2 separate regions of the Mus musculus genome follow, and region 2 is linked to region 1. The links are chromatin contacts, called in public Hi-C maps. All regions are on one chromosome and are shown on one strand. Each heading gives the region's core, a stretch centred on a gene start, on an enhancer-like site or on the middle of the called end of the contact. The rest is flanking DNA. Distances are from core to core; before and after follow the strand shown.

Evidence for each region. A called contact is a pair of places that touch in the nucleus more often than the background predicts.
Region 2: a contact with region 1 is called in a Hi-C map of bone marrow-derived macrophages, with 12 read pairs. The contact joins the enhancer-like site here to the promoter of Sh2d1b1 in region 1. A contact is called at or near these places in 6 of 39 promoter capture datasets (cranial neural crest, frontonasal cranial neural crest, hippocampal neurons and 3 more), 3 of 484 Hi-C or Micro-C datasets (bone marrow-derived macrophages, cortical neurons and embryonic stem cells), 1 of 115 datasets of contacts at active chromatin or transcription factors (bone marrow-derived macrophages) and 2 of 9 other capture datasets (embryonic stem cells and macrophages).

The regions. Positions count from the first base shown.
Region 1 is chr1:170,275,687-170,278,722 of GRCm38.p6, forward strand. It overlaps Sh2d1b1 (SH2 domain containing 1B1), which reads left to right and starts at 1,632. Exons shown (of 4, transcript NM_012009.5): 1 at 1,632-1,823. The coding sequence starts at 1,690.
Region 2 is chr1:170,794,372-170,797,407 of GRCm38.p6, forward strand. Atf6 (activating transcription factor 6) reads right to left here. Exons shown (of 16, transcript NM_001081304.1): 11 at 286-399. Among named protein-coding and RNA genes, the nearest start is that of Gm25235, 37 kb to the right of the region's middle. Within about 2 kb of position 1,575, at least 71 of the 459 cell types and tissues checked have an H3K27ac peak or open chromatin away from gene starts, as enhancers often do. A contact at or near this core is called in bone marrow-derived macrophages, where this site is marked.

The sequences.
Region 1 (3,036 bases), core at 382-2,881:
AATTAAGGCTCACTCCACTAGTTGAAATTGTAACATGCCCCTAGAACTTAGTAGGCCCCCAGGATTTAGCACAACTGATGTCATGATGAAAATGTCATCCAGGAACTAAAACTCCTAATACAGGCACTGCTACATGCTGAAACAGTGGTCCTCAACCTTTCTAATACAGTGATCCTTTAATAGAGTTACTTACATGGTGGTAATCCCCAATCATAAAATTATTCCATTGCTACTTCATAACTATAACTTTGCTACTATTATGAATCAGAATGCAAATATCTGATGTATGACCCATGACACACAGGTTAAGAACCACTTGGCCAATACAGAATAAAGACCTAATCCTTTAAAGTCCATAGATCTGGTAAAGTCTCTAAAGGTACTAACCTTGCCTTCTGCACTTTGTATGTCTGCTTCAAGCTAACTGTTCTTTCTAAAGTGTGTTAACTCAGGATGTGGTTTTGTTCTTAAAAAGTCACACCCCCCAAAATGCTCAGGGATACACTGGGATCCCAAACACCCAGTGTATTTTCTGGCTAGGTAACAAATTCTTTCCTTCCTTCCTTCCTTCCTTCCTTCCTTCCTTCCTTCCTTCCTTCCTTCCTTCCTTCCTTCCTTCCTTCCTTCCTTCCTTAACTCCTCCCTCCCTCCCTCCCTCCCACTCCCTCCCTCCCCCCTTGCTTCCTCCCTCCCTCCCTCCCTCCCTCCCTCCCTCCCTCCCTCCCTCCCTCCCTCCCTCCCTCCCTCCCTCCCTCCCTTCTTTCTTTCTTTCTTTCTTTCTTTCTTTCTTTCTTTCTTTCTTTCTTTCTTTCTTTCTTTCTTTCTTTCTTTCTTTTGATTTTTGGTTTTTGGTTTCTTGAGACAGGGTTTCTCTGTGTAGCCCTGGCTGTCCTGGAACTCACTCTGTAGACCAGGCTGGCCTCGAACTCAGAAATCTGCCTGCCTCTGCCTCCCACGTGCTGTGATTAAAGGCATGCACCACCACTGCCTGGCAATACTTTCTATTGGCTTAAACACTTATCCAAGTAGTCTTCTATGATGGATGCACCCAAAAAAAGAGATTCAATCTTGACAGTATTATTGGAGCCAAGAACCCATGGCTAGAGAGGTCCTTGTACTTAGGGGAGAACCTGCTACTATTATTTTGTTAAATGGACATGGTATTAAACCAACTCCTTAATGACTTATCACAATTCTATCCACAGAGCAGGGCATTTCTCAACCTTCATTAGGGAAGCTTACTTTTGAATAGATGGCCATTAATGCAGAGCATGATCAGAAAAAGCCCAAACAGAAATGGATACCTAGTGCAGCAGGGTTAGTGGTTTGGCCCCTAGGAAGCCAGAAGCCAGAAGGGGTGATATTCTGTAACCTGTCCCTAGGGAGCTTGATTTTAGTGCTGCTGCTCCAGCCACAAACAGCACTGACTCAGGTAGAAGGTATACTCACCCACTTGTGTGAGTCATATTTGAGCCACCCACCCCTAGGCTGAAGTATCGTGGTCACTCCATTTCCCTCCCTTCTCATTTCCTGTGTCTTGTAAAACTGAACCCTACAGAGCAACCTCATTTGTTTAGACCACAGTGGAGGAACAGACCTTCCACTCCTCTTCACTTCCCTCTTCACAGCACCTCCTTGGCCTGGGACTGATCTCAGGGTGACAGGGCGGTTTAAACATAACAACCCTCCATGGATCTGCCTTACTACCATGGCTGCCTGACCAAGCGAGAGTGTGAAGCCCTGCTCCTCAAGGGAGGTGTGGATGGCAACTTTCTGATAAGAGACAGCGAGTCTGTGCCAGGAGCCCTGTGCCTCTGTGTCTCGTGAGTATCCTCATCTTCATGCAGGCGAACCCTGATGGCAGCCATATGTTCAGGGAGTTGTATCTCATTCTATTTTGGAATAGGAATGGGCCAGGCACTGCCAGGAGAGGACAGAAGGATGTCCCTGCCCAGCTCTTCTGCCGGCCTTCCTCTCTCAATTGTGCATGCCACATGAGCAGAGTCTGAGACAACAGAAGAGGGTAGACAAGGAAGGAAGGAGAGAAGGTGATGGGGAGAAAGAACGGACATAGCAGCATTTTCTCTGCGTGCCTCTTTATGTGATGTGGAGAAGGTCGGGGGCGGGGGCGGGGGGGGCTTTACTATTGCATGAAAGGTTGGTTGGCTGCATTCACTTGCAGTATTTAAAATGCTAAGATTTCATATGCTTTCAGGTTGATAAAGGGCTTTACCAAACTGCATTTCCTCATTTCTTTTTATCCTTTATTTTGTGCTCTTATGAGACAAGCAGGATCCATTGTCATTTTATAGATGAAGAAATTGAGCAACACCAAACCCTTTATCATGCCTGTTACAGACATGGAGGAAGACTTTATTCAGGGTCCTCTTCACAGGTGTAGAGATTGATGCAATGGTGACTTCAGAGTGTGTGTGTGTGTGTGGGGGGGGAGATTGGCCTTAACTCAGAATACAGTATGAATTCAGTATGGGAAGTATGGGAAACCACTGGTCCCAAGGAATTAGGGTCAGGGAAGTCTCCATGAAGAAAGAGAGAGAAGAGAGGAGGAAGTAAAAGAAAGAGAAAAAGAGAGAAAGAGAGAGAGAATGGGCATGCATGTGCAGAGATAGAGACAGAGAAGAAGAGAGAAAGAGGGGGGGAGAGAGAGGGAGGGGAGAAGAGAGAAAGAGGGGGAGGATAGAGAAGGGAGGAGGAGGGAGAAAGGGAGGAAGAGAGGGAGGGAGAACAAAATGTGTTCATTACATGGGAAGGAGCTTCTTCTGGGGGAGGGGATGCCCAGCCCCGTGGCTGGAAAGTTCTTAGGAAGGGACTGGGGGATGCTGGGAGAACCTGGAGGCCAGGTCTGCTTGATATGTGAAATATACACCTCAGCTGGATTTTCCTGAGTCTGAATCCCAACAGTAACTCTATGAAGTGAGCAGGAAAAGGTCACTAGGAGAATGTTGCTTCTGACTGTCACCGTTCAGAGTACTTCATACTGTCTTGGTAATGATGAACGCATGACTCTGAAATAGC
Region 2 (3,036 bases), core at 325-2,824, 520 kb after region 1:
GGATATTATCTGCTGAGAATATTAAGTCCACAAGTCTAGCCTTACCCTAAATTTTAACATTCACTTCATCCTTTCATTCAAACAAGACCCACCTAAGCAGATGACCATCACAATGAATGGACCCATCACCATCGCTACCTGGACAATTGTTATCCTGGCTTGCAGTTATCCAATGCAAGTCAGATTCTCTTGGCCTCTTACTAAAGCTGAAGAAATGCTTTGCTAAGTTTGAAGTTTGCCATGGGAGGCCACTCGGTAGTTTCTGCACCAGTCCACACCCGTTACCTGAGAGACTCTGTTGTGTTAATCAGGGGTTGACATGGAGGTGGAGGCATATAAAGCAATGGCTCTTCACTTAGCACCATTAAAGCTTTGTCATTGGACACAGAGTGATCATAGCTGAAACAAAGACAGACAAAAATCATTTCCTTGTATCATAAATTTTATAAAGCTTACTACTGTCAGTTTTCATTAAAATAAACATATACCAAATTAAACATGTTGTAAGATTGAAATGAACATAACAGAAAGAATTAAATATAAACCATATGGTGGACTGTCATTCTCTCAGTTTCTAAGAGCTGGCAGAGTAATTCACATTTGCTTAGCTACTATTTACTGGGCAGCACCTGCTGTGTGTGAATTCAATAAACTTCCCTATTGCTGGAGTGGAGGAGAAATTAATTGAGTTAGCAGTCGACAGGAAAAGACATGATTGTTATATGACAAGGCTACAGGTTTGTGGTCATTTGCCATACTGTGTCAACAAACTCAGTCTCTCCAAGCAAGTTTGTGTGAAGTGGGGGTAGAGGAAGACCTAAAATGTTTGGCAGGAGAAAAATGACAAAGTTGAAAAGCTGGACAAAAATTTTAAAACCATGGATGACCTTGAATCACTAACAAAACACTAAATGACAATGACTAGTTACTCAATAACTTAAAAAGTACACGTTTGTCCCTTTGCTACTGTTTTATGTCACATGATTCCTACCTAGAGTACGAGTTGAAAATCAGATTATGAACCAGGACCATTTACTACTGTGTACATCCTTCAGTCTGTATCTTAATCTAGCTCACTAAGAAATCTTCTGTATTTTTTTATAAGATACTATGAATTTACAAATTGGGTATGCTAAAATACAAAAATATATATATATATACAAGTGAACATGGTAGGCTTCATGCTTTTTACTTATTCATTCAATATTTGTGGAGCGGCACCTATGTGCTGGGTAACCCAAGAGAGAGCAACAGTCTATTCTCAAAGAGCTAACAGGAAAAGCAGAGCAAACCCAAGAGAACAAATGCATAAAATACAGCAAAACCATATTAACTGTTGTAAAAGCAGCACAGGACTCAAACAGCAAAGTATGCAGGATCTACTTCAGATAAAACTAGGGAAAGGATCATAGATGGCAAGGCTAAAAGACAAGAGGAAACCAGCTGCGCAGAAACTAGGGGAAGAGTATACGAGACAAAAGCAAGTGAGAAAAAGACTCAGAAGGAAAGCTGCTGAAGAGCTCTGGGCACGTGGGACAGACAGAAGAGGAAGTCAGGAAGCCAGAGTCCGGCTCATAATTAGGACTTGCTGAATAAAAGGGAAGTTACTAAGTGAGAAGTGAGATACCTCAACTTATCCTTAAGCCTGAGAATTGTACCAAAACCAAATATTAGTTAAATATGGAAAAGAAAAAAGTCAAGACATGACTGGGTATGTGAGCATGTGTATGAGAAGTCCGATCTGTGAACGGAAATTTGAGAATCACCCGTGTTTACGCATCTGGAGGCTGTGGTACAGATGAGTCACTTTAGCAGGACATAAACAGAGTTCACAGCTTTAAAGCTTGGGATCTGGACAAAGGAGAAGCTTACAAGGAAAATCAGAAAGGAAGAAGGAAGACTGAGTGGGCAGGATAAGCTTGCACACAGGAGGCGAAGGCAGGAGATCACAAGTTCAAAGCCAGCATGTGCTACAGAGCAAGAGTTTGTCTCAATTATCCAGGGGCAAGGAAATACCACAGTGGTAGAGTACTTGCCTATTCAAAGCCCTGCACGGAATCCCTAATACTACGAACAGCAGCCAGTCAAAAAAGGAAGGAAAGAAGGAAGGAAGGGAGGGGGGAGGGAGGGAGGGAGGGAGGGAGGGAGGGAGGGAGGGAGGGAGGGAGGGAGGGAGGGAGGGAGGGAGGGAGGGTAAAAACTCTAACAATGCAGAAGGAAAAGTCTTTTAGGGAGTGACTCACTTAGCCAAGATTTGCCACAATGAACACATGCCCCCCAAGTCACCCTCAACACACAACTAATTTCAGAATAAAAGTAATGATTTCTGAGTATGGCACACATGAGAGAAAAGAAGTGGAAGCTAAAGTTATATGGAACACACACACACACAGGTTATTTGAAAATCACACCTGCATACTTAATAATACCAGGAATTCCAAAATTGATTTCAAAACTGTATTTTTGACCTGTAATTTTCTCTCCATATGATTAATCTCTAGCAATGATTTCTGCATACCTGGGCTGGTTAGCTTTGTTCTAACAGCTAGAAATACAGAGAAGAAAACTATCAGGTAGGAGAAATGCAAGGGTAGACAGGACAGGGTTAGAGGAAGAAAAGAAGGGGAGAGTCTAAGCGAGCATGCAATCTGGAGACAATCAGACCCTATTAACCCAAAGACAGTCAGAGATCCAGGCTCTCTGCAAGCCGTCCTATACAGATAAAAGAAATTTCAGCAAATAAATCACTACAGGAAAGAGCAATGCTGGAAGCTAGAGTTGATGAGAATTCCTAAAGACACTGTGGCCGATGCCTCAAGCGGAAACCACCCTTTCCTGTTTACTAGAAGACAACTGTGATTTAAGCCTGATGCCCTATGTCCTGAGGTAAAAATTAATACCAGCTCTCACTATACTACTATTCTTTCATAAAAGTGTCCCATTTGGCTGATAAGTTATACTATTAAAAATACAGATATGAATATATACAGATATACTTCTAACACTGAAAAAAATCTGTGCAACTGAAATTTGCTA